Linked DNA regions of Mus musculus: region 1 is linked to region 2. A link is a contact called in public Hi-C data. All regions are on one chromosome and are shown on one strand. Each heading gives the region's core, a stretch centred on a gene start, on an enhancer-like site or on the middle of the called end of the contact. The rest is flanking DNA. Distances are from core to core; before and after follow the strand shown.

The links. A called contact is a pair of places that touch in the nucleus more often than the background predicts.
Region 1: a contact with region 2 is called in a Hi-C map of liver, with 2.7 times the contacts expected there. The contact joins two enhancer-like sites. A contact is called at or near these places in 1 of 484 Hi-C or Micro-C datasets (liver) and 3 of 9 other capture datasets (adipose tissue, liver and pancreatic islet).

What each region holds. Positions count from the first base shown.
Region 1 is chr4:138,347,515-138,355,283 of GRCm38.p6, forward strand. Cda (cytidine deaminase) reads right to left here. Exons shown (of 4, transcript NM_028176.1): 2 at 3,670-3,781. Among named protein-coding and RNA genes, the nearest start is that of Cda, 17 kb to the right of the region's middle. Within about 2 kb of position 1,382, at least 8 of the 459 cell types and tissues checked have an H3K27ac peak or open chromatin away from gene starts, as enhancers often do. A contact at or near this core is called in liver, where this site is marked.
Region 2 is chr4:138,182,235-138,188,956 of GRCm38.p6, forward strand. It overlaps Eif4g3 (eukaryotic translation initiation factor 4 gamma, 3), which reads left to right. Exons shown (of 35, transcript NM_172703.3): 26 at 894-1,111; 27 at 2,418-2,533; 28 at 5,812-5,984. Among named protein-coding and RNA genes, the nearest start is that of Mir6399, 22 kb to the left of the region's middle. Within about 2 kb of position 2,042, at least 19 of the 459 cell types and tissues checked have an H3K27ac peak or open chromatin away from gene starts, as enhancers often do. A contact at or near this core is called in liver, where this site is marked.

The DNA of each region.
Region 1 (7,769 bases), core at 132-2,631, 160 kb after region 2:
ACCTTGGCTGCATACTGAGGTCATAGCTTGGTGAGCTAGAAACCTACTGACTCTGAGAACAGAGTCCAGTAGGACCTCAGGATCTCACCTGGCTCTGCCAACATCCACAGCACCCCATCCTTTGTGATCCCAGAGAGGGAACTGGGCTGCTCGGCCCTGGTCTGTGCCAAAAAGAGCTGGCTGGCCTTCCTCCTCTAAATCCAAGCTTTCTTTAATAATTCATTAGTGTGATAATGACTGCATTGCTGGCTGGGGGATTCGGTGATGGGCTAAAGATCCAGAGTAGGCCAGTTGGGTGCTAGAAACTGCAGGTGTTTGTGTAAGGAAGTCTGATGATTGCAGCAAGACCCAATGGGTCATGTTTAAAGGCAGGCGATGGGCAAAAGAAAAGAGCCTTCCATTGGGCAAATGCTAACGGAGCCGGCAGGCTATGGCACCGACCTCTCCTTCCCCAGAACACCATGGCTTTCTTGGAGCAGCTCTGCAATTGAGTTATTTCTCCCCATTTCTTCGTACGTGCAGTTCACATCCTGCTCAAAATGTTCCCAGCTCAGCCTCATTTATCCTCTGAAAACCTACGGGAACCAGGACAGCCCTGGGCTCCAGAGAAAGCCTGGAACCGAAGCCTTGCTTCCCAAGGGCACACCTGGCTCCAGTCACTGCAACATGACCCTCAGGACCCCCTCGGGGCCAGATGGAGGCAAAACGCAGGGTCTTGGAAAAGCCACAAGATCCCTTTCTGGTGCACAGACTATTGTAAACCTTTGCTGCTCTACCAGGCTGCAACTCCATTCACAGGAAGAAATGATCTTCTAGGGTTTGTGTCCCACGCTGCTTAAGACCAATGCTTGGTTAGCCGGCTCTGCTGGCTGGGTTCACTGTGTCCTGTGTCAATTTCTTTAACCAGTAACTTGCCAAGATTACTTCTCGCCCAGCCAATAAAAAAAGGGGGTACGCAAATGCAACTTACCACAAAAGCACAAAATTTCTGGGGATCTAAACTAGTAAAGAGTCCATTCACACGGGCTTTGGCCTAGGAGCTATACAGTCTGGGTCCAGTGCCAACAAGACCCCACCACACTCCAGTGGGAGGAAGCCCACGGGAGCCTGAGCCATTACATCTGAGGTACTAGAGAGCACTGACTAGAAATCTAGTTTAGTCAGACCCTAACTGGAGTTGGGTTAACTTGAGCCATAGTCAGTTCTTACATGACTGTCACCGAGTCACTGAGCCAGCTTGCTTTTGAACCCTGGTTTTGGCACCTTTATCTGGAGTTAGCAAAGCTCAACAGCTCGTTCTGCGCCCACTTAAAAAGAGCAGGCAACAGAGTCTGCCTCCTGGCACCGAGTGGCACAGAGGACTGTACCCTGGACTATGATTCTGGGATCAGAGTTTCGTTCCAGTTTTATCTACAGCCAACTTCCAGGAAAGTTCCTTAACTTCTCAGGCCTCAAGGGTTTGTTTGTTTGGTTGGTTGGTTTTGTTTGTCTGTAAAAGTGGGGTGGTGGCAAGGGAGTCCGTGCCCAATGACTCTCAGGTCCTCTGGCTGTTGAGTTTCTGTGTGACATCTTTCTTTTGTACCTCCAGGGATTTGTGTCGAAATTGGTGTTACTGAGACAGAAACGTCCCTGCTGTGCCAGTCCTCCTGAGTTTACCTGCTCTGTGGGCCAACCCTGAGGGTGGAGTCTGAGGCAGACCAGAAAGACAGGGAAAAGGAGAGGGATGGGAGCCACTCACTCGGGAGACTGGGGAAGCCTTTCAGCAGCTGAGAACGAAGAATACCAATTATTAGCCCAGGTGGTTTCAGATCTTTAATCCTAAGGGAGGTAGAGGCAGGTGGATGGCTGTGAGTTTGAGGCCAGCCTGGTCTACATAGTGAGTTTCATAGCTGTGTAGACTGCTAGGGACACAGAGTAAGACCTTGTCTCAAACAAAAACAAAACAAAACAACAGAAAAGAAGGAAGGGAGGAAGGGAGAAAGGGAGAAAGGGAGAAAGGGAGGGAGGGAGGGAGGGAGGGAGAAAGAAACCAGCTGAACCTGAGATCTCAAAGCTTCCAAATCCCTCCTCCAGTCACCACTGGGATAACAAAGTGTCTATTTCCTTTGAGAAGCTCAAGCCTAGGCTTTTGGGTGTAGCTCACCCTTCTCCTGGGCTGCTCTCTTTCTGTTAACCTTTGTACTTGAAGGCTACATTTAAAACACCTTTTAAAGGACTGGGAGACATGGGTCACTTGTTGCTCTAGCTAGAGGACCTGGGTTTGATTCCCAGCACCCACATGCCGGATCACAGCTGCTTGTAACTCCAGTCCCAGGAGATCCAATGTCCTCTTCTGACCTCAGGCACCACACATACCTCTGGTGTACAGACATATATAGCAAGCATGCAAAGCACCTATACACATAAAATAAATCTAAGAAGGATTCTGAATGTCTGTTAATACATTCCAATTCTGCTTCATGGTGGTTTTTCTTAAAATGCTTTTCCCCCAGCAAAGCCAAGAATTTGGTTTTATCTACATGGAGGCTCTAAAAGTTTACAGAGACTCCTTGGGCTCCCAGGGGGAATTCTGGGCTGTCTTCAGTTTCACTACCACTAATCAAACCCATTTATTATTTTAATTATTGTTATTTTTCCTTATGTGTGTGGTGGGGAAAATGTATGGGCTTTTGTGTGTGTGTGCATACGCTCATGTGCATTCGTTCATGTGTGCATGTGTTCATGTGTGCATATGCATGCAGGTATGTGTGCACACATGTGTGAAGGCCAGAGGTCAATTTTAGGCATCTTCCTCAGTCACTCTCTGCCTTAGATATGTTTTCAATCATTTTATTTTATGTGTATGGGTATTTTGCCTACATGTATGTCTCTGTACCATGTGCCTGTCTGAAGCCTGCAGAGACCAAAAGAGAGTGTTGGATCCTGTAGGACTGGAGTTATAAGCTACCATGTCAGTGCTAGGACTCAAACCTCAGGCTCTCAGGAAAAGCCACCCGTGCTCTTAACCACTGAGCCATCTCTCCAGCCCCCACCTTATGGTTTTGAAATGTGTTCTCTCCCTGAACCTAGAGTATGCTCTTTGGACTAGACTGACTGGACAGCACACTCTGGGCATCTGCCTCCCAACACTGTCGCACTGCTGGAATTGTCGGGACAGACCACCATGATTGTCTCTTACCTAGTTTGTGCAGGGGCAGAGCTCAAGTCCTCAAGAGCAAGTGTCAAGTGCCCTGCCCACTGAGCCACACTGCTCCAGCTCCCCTTGCCCTTGCTCTTTTTGAGACAAGGTCTCACTATTTAGCCAAGGCTGAACTTGAACTCACTATTTAGCCAGGGTAGACCTTGAATTTCTGATCCTCCTGCCTCTGCCTTCTGAGTGCTGGGATTATAGGAGTACAAAGCTATGTCTACCTTTATGCAAGGCTGGGGATCAAACCCAGCATCTTTGCGTACTGGGCAAATATTCCTCCAACTGAGCCCTGACCCCCAGCCTCGGACTCATATTTCTTATTTACCTCCTTATCTCTGGCCCTGTGTCTGCCAGGAAGAACATGTACAATAGGCATACATCTGGTGAATGAATGAATGAATGAATGAATGAATGAGGTGTGTGTGAGACATCAGCTGGAGAAATTATGAACTCTGCTATAACTGGCCCACCCCACTCACCTAGAGATGGCAATAGCCCTGAAATCCTTGTACCCTTCGGAGATGGCCTTCTGGATGGCAGTCCGCTCGGCACACACACCTAGTGGGTAGCAGGCGTTTTCTATGTTGCACCCTGAGGGGAGAGAAGAGACCAGTGGTATGGACAACAGAACTATTTCCTGAGGAGGATGTTGGAAGAGGTTCCTTGTGCCTCATTTGTATGTCTTGACTCATGATAGAGTCATCTGGGAAGAGGAAACCTCAGTTGAGAGAATGTGTGCGTGTGTGTACATGTGTACACACACACACACACACACTAGAGTCATTTGGGAAAAGGGATGATTTTCTTGTCTGTGGGGCATTTTCTTGATCAATGACTGATGTGGGAAAGCCTAAGCTCCTTGTGGGTGGTGCCACCTCTGGGTCATGGGTCCTGAGTACTTTAAGAAAGCAGGCTGAGCAAGCCATGAGGAGCAAGCCTGAGAGCAGCATCCCTCCATGGCTTCTCAGGTTCCTGCCTCCAGGATCCTGTCTTGGGTTCCTGCTCTGACTTCCTTCGATGATGGACTCCGATGTGAAACTGTGGCTTACGTGGGTCCTTTCCTCCCCATGTCACTTTTAGTTATGCTTTGCAACAGTGATAGGACCCCTAATGAGAGCACTCCCACCACCCAGGCCAGGGAGGGGCCCACTATTAGGAACAGGACAATGTGTTTAGAAGTACTGGAGAACACTGGGGCCTGCTGTGGCGTGGATTTTCCAAGAATGTTCGGGTCTTTGTTTCTCTAATGCCTCATCCTGGTTCCCAAACCTGGAAGCAGAGAGGAGCAGCTGCATCATCCCTAAGGTCAAGGTCAAGGTGAAGGTGAAGGTGAAGGGAGATGCTGCTGAGGCTTGATAAAGTGGTTGTGGCAGAGTGCTCGCCTGGTATGAAGACGCAGATTGCTTGCCCAGTGCTGCAGAGGGAGAAAAAAGATAGAAGCAGCCTCAAGTCGGATCCAGGAGATGGAAGCTGCAGGAGGGGGCCTCAGTGTGGTCTGCATGCTTTCTGTCTTTTATGTTTCATTTATTTGTATTTTATATGTATGGAAGTTTTGCCTACATGTACGTATGAACAACTGTCTGTGTCCCTGGTGCTGACAGAGGCCAGAAGGGACTGCTGGATCCCCTGGAACTAGAGTTACAGATGGTTGTGAATCACCACGTGGGTGGTGGAAACTGAACCAGAGTCCTCTGTGAGAGCAGGCCCCCACCACTCTCAGCAAATGTATCGCCAATGACGACATGACCAAGAAAGAGGTTCCTGGATAGCTAAGCTGGAGACCCCAGCAGATAATAGACAAGGAATATGCCGGGAGAGGAAACCTCTTACTATATGTCACGGGGGCGGGGGTCATGAGCTGCCAGGGTTGGGTGTCTATGTGTCCCCCCCACCCCCGCCCTGTTTTAGCTTGTGGGAGATTCTGTTGCTATCCCATCTATAACCCCACTCTGTGTTGTGTGGGGATGGATGGGAAGTAGGGGTGGAAAATTATCCAGGTCACAGACCACCAAATCGGCAGAGCTACATCTGGACCAGAGCCGTGGGACAGTGGGACTCTGCCCACAGAGGTTTCTCTTAGATAGGTGGTAGGCGGATGCTCTGTGTATACGAAGAAGAATTCTTACAGGTCCTTATAGGGGAGGCCGGTGACAGAGGCTGCTATTGTTCCCTGAGTTTAGCTGGACACAGAGCTATCCATCTGGAAACCACATTTTCCAGCCTCCCTTGGAGCATCCTGTGCTGTTACAGTTGGCTTGGGTTTGTTGGCTTGGGTTTGTGCCTGTGAGACGTGTATCTACCTGTGTGCATTTGGGGAGGCCAAAGGAGGATAGAGAATGCTTCCTGTGTCATTCTCTGCTTTATTCCCTTGGGGGAGTGAACCTTGGGCTAGACCGACTGCCAGCAAGCTCCAAGGAGCCCCTCGTCTCCCCAAGAGCACTGTAATTACAGGCAAATGTGATGCGTTTAGCTTTCTACATGTATGGCTACTTGGGATTTGAACTCGGGGCCTTGTGCTTGTACAGAGGAGCCATCTCCTTAGCCCAGGTATGCAGTTTAAACCAATGACTGTGAGTGGATGCAGTTTTGGAAGCTCGCTGTCTGCTCGCCACCTCCTCTTTGCCTTCTTAGGGCCTGAGACTTGATTTTTTTTTTTTCATTGAGACAAGTCTTACAAGGAAGCCCTAGCTGGCCTGGACCTTGCTGTGTAGATCAAGCCGGCCTCAGACTCAGAGATCTACCCACCTTTGCCTCCCGAATGCTGAGATTAAGGACGTGCCCCACCCTGTCCAGCAGAGGGCTAAGACTTGAATGGCACATTGTGCCAGTCTGAACCTGTGCATGAGGTGCCACTCTGGGGATGGTGGGACACTTGGACAGGGTTTCTTTTATCTCCAGCCTGTGGACTAGAGCAGGGCAGTCCACAGGCCTGGACCGCAGCCCAACTCCTGGTCTGCCAGAGAAGAGAGCACTAGGCAGTCAGTCATCTGAAGTTACTGAGTTATCTATCATGTCAGCTCAATTCTTGTCTGTCACACTCCCCGTGTCCAAGTCTGAGGGTTCATCGTGATTCTGTGGTATTTTGTCCCTCAAGTGCTTATTGGATCTGGAAAGTATAAGAGAAGTCACTGGAGGTACAGCTGTTGCCAGAGTCGGCATGTCCTCTTGGGTTTTCCTGTCCTTCATGATCTGTATTAGCATACTGGGAGCTAGTGCATTCGTTACATTGCTCACGGCTTTTGAGACCACATGGATCCATGGACCAGAACTGATGGCTGTCACTAGACCTTTGGCAGGATGCCATAGCTATAAATCTGCTGGGAGGAAGGCCAGCACGTTTCATGGCCAGGCTAGGGCTGGCCCTGCACTGTTAGATGGTGACAGGTTCCTACATTGGGGAGGAAGGGCTGGTGTATACAGTGGGCACCACTGTAGAATGCAGTGAGCACCAACCGCTTTGACATTAGTGTCTCTTTATTTTGCTACTGTGACTCTGCAAATGTGTATATGTACACATATGTATGTGTAACGATGTGCACACATGGTTAGAGGCTGGTGTTGGAGTCTTCCTCAGTCACTTCCTGTCTTATCTTATCTGGAACTATGTGTACATATGTGTGAGCCTGTGAGTGCACATGTGAGTGTGACTGCTGTGGAGTTCAGAACAAGGCATTTGGTCCCTGTGAGAGCTGGAGCCACAGGTGGTCGTGAACCTCCTGTGGTGGAGGCTGGGGACCAAAGTTGGGTCCTCTGTAAGAACAGTGTGTGCTCTTAACTGCTGAGCCATCTCTCTAGCCCTTACCGTTGTTTATTGATTGATTATTGATTTTTTAAAGATTTATTTACTATTTTATGTATAGGAGTACACTGTCACTCTCTTCAGACATACCAGAAGAGGGCATCAGATGCATCAGATCCCAATACAGATGGTTGTGAGCCACCATATGGTTGCCGGGAATCAAACTCAGGACCTCTGGAAAAGCAGTCAGTGTTCTTAAACGCTGAGCCATCTCTCCAGCCCAATTATTGTCATTTATGAAGACAGGGTCTCTCGCTGGACCTGGACCATATCAGTTCACCTACTCTGGATGGCCTACAAGCCCCAGGGATCCTGCTATCCTGTCTTTGCCTGCCCTAATCTGGGATAGCAGGTTACCCTGTTATGCTATGCCAGCTCTCTTTATGTGCGTGCTGGAGAGCGGAACTCAGGTTTATAGCAAGTACTTTATGGACTGAACCACTTTTCCTCTCTTTTATAAAGGGTCACCTCATTCCCTGCAGATGATTTAGACGGAAGCTGCCATTTTTTTCTTATGTGGCCTCCCTACTGTCTAGCTGACAGATTACCATCTCACCCAAACTGGCCACTCAGGGCTCTTCTCTGTGTAGACCTTCTGATCTGCCCAGAGGATGGCCATATTTCCCTTTTGTTCTGGAAGGGACCATTAGAGAACCTTTGCACAGAATGCGAGGCGTGTCTGTACTTAGGCAGCTGAGGCCTGGATAGTCTCCAGTTCCTTCCATGGGGTAGTTACGTGAGCTCATACATTTCTTTTTTGTTGTTGTTGTTTTTTTTTCA
Region 2 (6,722 bases), core at 792-3,291:
GCGTTGATGTTTTATCTGCATGTGTGTCTCTGTGAGAGTGTCAGATCTTGGATACTGGAGTCATAGACATTTCAGCTGTCATGTGGGTGCTGAGAACTGAACCCGAGTCCTCTAGTTGACCAGTCAGTGCTTTTAGCCGCTGAGCCATCTCTCCAGCCCTTCACACTTGAGGGTTTTTGTTTTGTTTTGTTTTTTTGGGTTTGTTTGTTTGGTTGGTTGGTTGGTTGGTTTTTCGAGACAGGGTTTCTCTGTGTGTAGCCTTGGCTGTCCTGGAACTCATTCTGAAGACCAGGCTGGCCTCGAACTCAGAAATCTGCCTGCCTCTGCCTCCCAGTTGCTGGGATTAAAGGCGTGTGCCACCACACCCGACTCACATTTGAGTTTTTAAAGAATGATTTTTATCCATGAAAAACAAAACTGCCACGAAATCTTATGCTCTCTTCTGGAGTGTCTGAAGACACACTACAGTGTACTTACATATAATAAATAAATATTTTTTAAAAAAAGAAAAACAAAACTTCCTTCCTGTATATATAAGATCTATGGATGTTTTAAAGTTACAAAATCAAAGACTACACACAAAAAATAAAGTCTTAAGGTAGTATCCTTTTTCCTCCTAAAGGTAAAATTAAAATATCTTAGTAAATATTCCTTTGGAAGCTCAGATTTTTGCCTATTCTGCGAGTTAGTACACTTTAAAATATAGTTAGTGCCTTATATCTGAAGTTGTGTAGGAGGCTGGAAAATGGGTCAACTAGTCTGGTGCTTTCCAATCACGGGCGGCCTTACAAAGAGAAAGATTTAAAATAGTTATATGTAGAAAATCTTGGTAACGCTTTGTGTTGTATGAAGCAAGACATTATCTTCTGAGGCCTGTTGTTTTATCTTTTTAGTCGTGGGAGCATGGGCAGGGAGAAGAGCGACAAGCCAATTCCAGCTGGAACAGCCCGTCCCAACACGTTCCTGAGGGGCAGCAGCAAAGACCTGCTGGACAACCAGTCCCAGGAAGAGCAGCGCAGAGAGATGTTGGAGACCGTGAAACAGCTGACAGGAGGCCTGGATGCTGAGCGGGCCAGCACTGAGGCCGACCGAAGCAAAACGAGGGAGCTAGGTGAGAGGGCCCTGGGATGCAAGACAGACCTCCTATTGGCTTTAAATTCAGAAGCAAAATACAGAGACAGGACTGGCGAGGTCATTCAGCAGATAAGAACCCTGACTCTGCGTCTGGACGACCCATACTCAGTTCCCACACCCTCTTCTGACCTCTGATCACACAGCACTCATGTAGGACAGGTACAGTACTCATACACTTAAACAAAAAAATAAGCAGTAATAAAGCTACCAAGACTTGATGAGTACATTCTGCACCCACCCCTGGGAGCATCCGCACAGTGTTGTCATTGGGTGTCACCAGTGTCTCTCCAAAGCTGTGCCATCACAGAGCTTCCAGTCCTCCCTGTCTGCCATGCTGTGACGACAAGGTCCTTTTCCTTTATGATCAGTATTCTGACTTTCTCACAGTCCTTCCAGCCCCTGGTCCCGTGGTCATCGGATGTCAGTGTGTTCAAAGCCCTGTAGGCTCTGGTAGGGCTCACGTTATCCCTGCTTAACAGAGAAGGTGTCAGCCGCCTTCTCCAGCCTCATCTCCCTCGTCACTTGTGTGGGGTTTGTTTGTATTTAGGGTGCATGTGCTCAGACTCTGGTGGCACAGTAACAGTTCTCTGTGTCTTCAGTCTGAGCTCTGGATTTTTATCGATTCACACACACCCTGTCCAGTTCTTTCTTAGAAGAAATTGAGTTAACTTGCAGAAACACTTGAAACAGGAGCTGATAGATAAAATGGTTTTGAATCATCTTAGAGTTCATGATGATGAGTAGAGATGAGACAGACTTCTGGGGTGGAGCGGTGGGAAGCATAGGAGAGCGGGGCAGCAGGAGCAGCCAGCCAGAGGGGAGGCGGGAGTGGCCAGCCAGAGGGGCAGCAGGAGCGGCCAGGCAGAGGGGAGGCAGGAGTGGCCAGGCAGTGTTTACACAGGTCCCACACTGGGCCAGTGTAGTCAGTACTCTGTCAAGCAGGCACTCACCCACTGTGTGTTCTAGAGGCCTTTGTGGGCTCATTCTTTAAGCAGTTGCAGGGAAATCAAAATAAAGAAACTGCCAAGCTGTGGCTCTAAAGGTTCAAACTATCCCTAACTCTGGTCATGGCTAGAGCGCAGACTGTGGTATTACTGTGTACCTCTCTGTCCTAAAGAAAAGGGCCTTTGATTTTCCTTTCATTTGTCTGACTCTGTCAAACCAATATCCGTAAGACACCTGCCCTGAAAAGCCAGCGTGCGAGCACGTAAACATCACCAGCCAAGGTCCAGTTGGACTGATACTTAGTGTTTTATCTTCTTGCTCTTTGATCTCATTCATAGCAAAATCGGAAATGTGTGCAGTGCCAGCCCCTGACAAGCCTGCACTGTCAGAAGAGGAAGTGGAGAGGAAGTCCAAGTCTATCATTGACGAATTCTTACACATCAATGACTTTAAGGTAAATGCTGACAGTGAAGGCAGCAAGCAACTCTTAGGCAGCCCATGTCAGAGAGCATGGCAGCTTGGCGTGACCTAGGTGTCATTATGAGCAGATAAGACATGGATTTCGTAATCCAGCCCTTCAGGGTTCAGTTGGCTCAGCTCTTGCATTTCTGCCAAGTTCTCTATTTTAAACTGATGATCTCTGTCATTCACAAATTTAATAGTGGGAAAAGAGAATGGATTCCAGTCAGTGTAACCGAGAGGAGGCTAAACTGACGGTGGCCTTAAGGAGCAGACAGCAGAGTACCACTGCGGCTACTGCTGGCCCCGTCCCACCTGTCTGGGCCCTTAGACATCATAGCATCATTTTCCTTTCCGTGGGTTATGACTGCCATCATTTTTCCTTTGTTTTGTAAGTGGGAAACTGAGGCACAAAAGGACAGTGTGTGTTCAGGTCAGAAGGCCTGAGACATTTCAAGACACCCCCCACCCCCACCCTGTGAGCTTGCCTTTCTGACATCTCCTCCACCTGGACTCTTTAAGTGATGGTTGGTAGGACAAACCTCTTGCCTGAAAAAAGCCACAGTCCAGTGACAGACAGAGCAGTGCAGGTGACTCCACAGATGTCCTGAGCTAGAAGGGGTGACGGAAGATCGTGTGACCCAATCTTGTTTACCGCTCAGGTCAGAAGGTGTCTCTTCTGTTAAACAGCTGCTAGATAACTTACACTTTTGCTTTGGTATTATTGAAAATCTTATTATTCATTTTTTTGAATAACCTAACCATTATCTGCTTTTTGTACACAAAATCACTTTGATTATGTCTATCCAAACCCTGAAACCTTCCTTCACACCTGTAGTAGCCAGCATCTGGAAGTGGGAAGAATGGTATTCTAGAGGGTTTTGTTTGTTTTCAGTTTCTTTTGAGGCCTTGTGCAGGCCAGGCTAGCCCTAAACTCACTAGCCAAGGTTGATCTTGTCCTTTTAATTTGCCTGCCTCTGCCTCCCGGTTCCTGGATATGTAGAGGATGTTGTGTTGTGTTTTGAGACAGTGTCTTGCTCTATAGCCCAGTTAAGTTGGAGCACTTACATGACTTAGAGCTGCCTCCTGCCTCAGCCTCCCTTTCCTGGAGTTGTAGTCATCAGCCCCCAGACCAGCCAGAGAAAGCTTTTGGTGATGTTAAAGGTGAAGGGATGAGTCTGCAGACCTGACCCTGGAACGGAGTGAGCCTTGAATGAACAGCAGAGGGCTGCTGCCCTGCGCCTGCTCAGCCTCCTTCCTAGACAGTCAGCACTGACTAGCTGGCAGCACCTTGGCTCGTGGAGAAACATGAAAGGCAGGAGAGCCTGCAGAGTGACCGCAGGTGACACAGCAGTGTCTGCAGAGTTAGATGGCCAAAAAGAGGCTTCGTGCCATGTGATGTCAGCTCAAATTGAACTCCCCAAGCACAAAGCTGCAGTGTACTTCAGGGTCAGTAGTGGACACGTGAGGACACCTCCTCGCCAGTGTAAGCTTTCTGAGTATGTGGGAAGACACAAAAGTAACAACTAGTGACCTTACAAAGGTAGATAGGTTGTACTAGATAATTTGACCTGAGCACTCAAAGTATTAAATAACAGAAACGCAGATAGAGCCGCCTGCGGGCACTCTCCTCTGCTGTGGTCAGTGGCCACCTTTCTCACCTCTGTCCTCTCAAGAAGAGCTTGCTTCAGAGGGTGAAGGAAAGGGAAGGCTGCTAGCACCGTGGTATCTGCGAACTGCATGGCCAGGCAAGCAAGCTAGACCAATAGGCTTTGTCCTCCAGTCCAGAGACCAGGTGGATCACTCCACAATCCATGTAACTTCCTGTAATAGCAGACCTCTTTGGTGTGAAATTGTGCAGTACTGACATCCCAAGGCAAGTTCTTGTTTGTTGTTTGTTTGTAGTTTGGTTTGTTTAGGGTTTTTTTTACAGTGTTTCTCTGTAGCACTGTTTGTTCTTGAACTCACTCTTTAGACCATGCTGATCTCAAACTCAGATCTGCCTGCCTCTGCCTCTGCCTCTGCCTCTACCCCTGCCCTTGCCTCTCCTTCCCCCTCCCCAGTGCTGGGACTAAAGGCATCCTCTACCAGTCCTGGCTCACGTTAAGGTCTTTTAATCTTGGTGTTGTTCTATTTTACAGTATCTCATTTTCAGAGTTTTAAAGTGATGCAGGTTGACACATACTGTTACATCCTCCATATACATTATATGCATATATGAATGTTAAATACAATAATTTTTTGGCTTTGGTTTTTACAACAGAGTCTCATACTGTAGAAGAGACTAGCCTCCAACTTGTGGCAATCTGCCTATCTCAACCTCTTAAGTGCTAGGATTAGAGGTATGAACCACCAAACTCTTATTTGGAAACATACTTTGGGCTGCTGGAGAGATGGCTCTGTGGTTAAAAGCACTGACTGCTCTTCCAGAGGGCCTGAGTTCAAATCCCAGCAATCAAATAGTGGCTCACAACCATCTATAATAGAATCTGATGCCCTCTTCTGGTGTGTCTGAAGACAGCTACAGTGTACTTATATAATAAGTAAATAAATATTGAAAGAGAGAGAGGGGGGGGAGAGAAAGAGGAAGGAAGGAAGGAAGGAAGGAAGGAAGGAAGGAAGGAAGGAAGGAAGGAAGGAAGGAAGGAAGTTAGTTAGTTAACCCAGGAGCTGGTTCAGCAGACAGGGTGCTTACTGCTCTTAGAGGATCCAGGCCTAATACTAGCTCCTACACACATGTGGAGTGTATGCAGACATTCAGGCACATGCACATACGTACATGTTAAATACAAAAATAAATCTAGAAAACAACAACAAGAGTCAAAGCTCTGAGAGGCCATCCCCCTTGGGAAGGAAGTTCAGCGTTTCACTGCATTACCTGGTCTCAATTTCAGTCTGGATTAAGGCAATCCTTCTGCCTCAGCTTTCCGACTTGACGAACACAGGTGTCATGATGTGGGACCTTGTTTTGTCACCCTGCTAGAGCCTTGAACTCAGTGTGCATCCCAGGATAGATTTGAACTAAACAGTCATCCTCCTGCCTCAGCATTTTTAGTGTGTGTGTTGCCACACCTAACTAAATCAGTATTTTTATTTCTCTCTACTTTTTATTCTAGAAATTTGCGTATAGCACCCTTTTTAATATTAAACAAGGAAAAAACTTACATTGGAAAACTGTCTTGTTTGAAAAGCCTTATACTACTTTTAATATATTTAGATTTTGAAGTTACCATAACATCAGAGTTTGGAACAAGCCTTTATTTGTTTGAACAGGAGGCCACGCAGTGCATAGAGGAGCTGAGCGCCCAGGGCCCACTGCATGTGTTCGTGAAGGTGGGTGTGGAGTTCACCCTGGAACGGAGCCAGATCACCAGGGACCACATGGGCCACTTACTGTATCAGCTGGTGCAGTCAGAAAAACTCAGCAAGCAGGACTTTTTCAAAGGGTTGGTATCCAGTATCCTTACACCTCAGCTGCTAGGTGATGTCTGCCATCCTGGCCTCTGTCACTGTACTGTTCTGACCTCATACGCAGTGTTGATTGATAGAACCACGGTTTGTAGACTGGGCTAAGACACTCATGTTATCATCTGATTTTCTCTGAGACCTCCATCCGGTGTCTGGAATGGAAAAGAACCACAGCTCATTCATTCATCACAAGGCTTTAAGTCAGTGAACCTCAACTTTTCCTCATGAGATTGTTGAGTATGTGTTTGCCCTGTAGATCCTGTAGGTTTCTGTGAAATGACCTTGAGGTGTCAGAGATTGCTGTGACCCAGTCTGACTTGCAGCTCCTGTTCCCTTTGCAGTGGCCCTGCTCACTGCCGTCCTCCTGCCCTGGTGCTGTTTTAGTTGCCTGCACCCTGAGTCATGGCAGAAAAGGGCTGCCCAGCTAACTCTGTGGAGCCCGCCTCCCTCCCACCTCCCTCGTGCTGCCTGTACGTTTCTATGTTTTCACAAGTTAGAGGGTCAGCCTGTTCTGCATGGGGAAACCTAGCAAGGACGGCCCTGCCCCGCTCTGCAGTCTCGCACCTTTGGGACCATAAGCTCACATCTGAGTGCATCCTTATTGAGTTTCTGCTCTGCTCTCTTCCATTGGTCGCTGTGTTCTCACCCAGTGCTGTCTTGCTTACAGCTGCTCTATGGTACTTGTTTGAAAGCACAGACAGTTTCTTCCGAGGCCT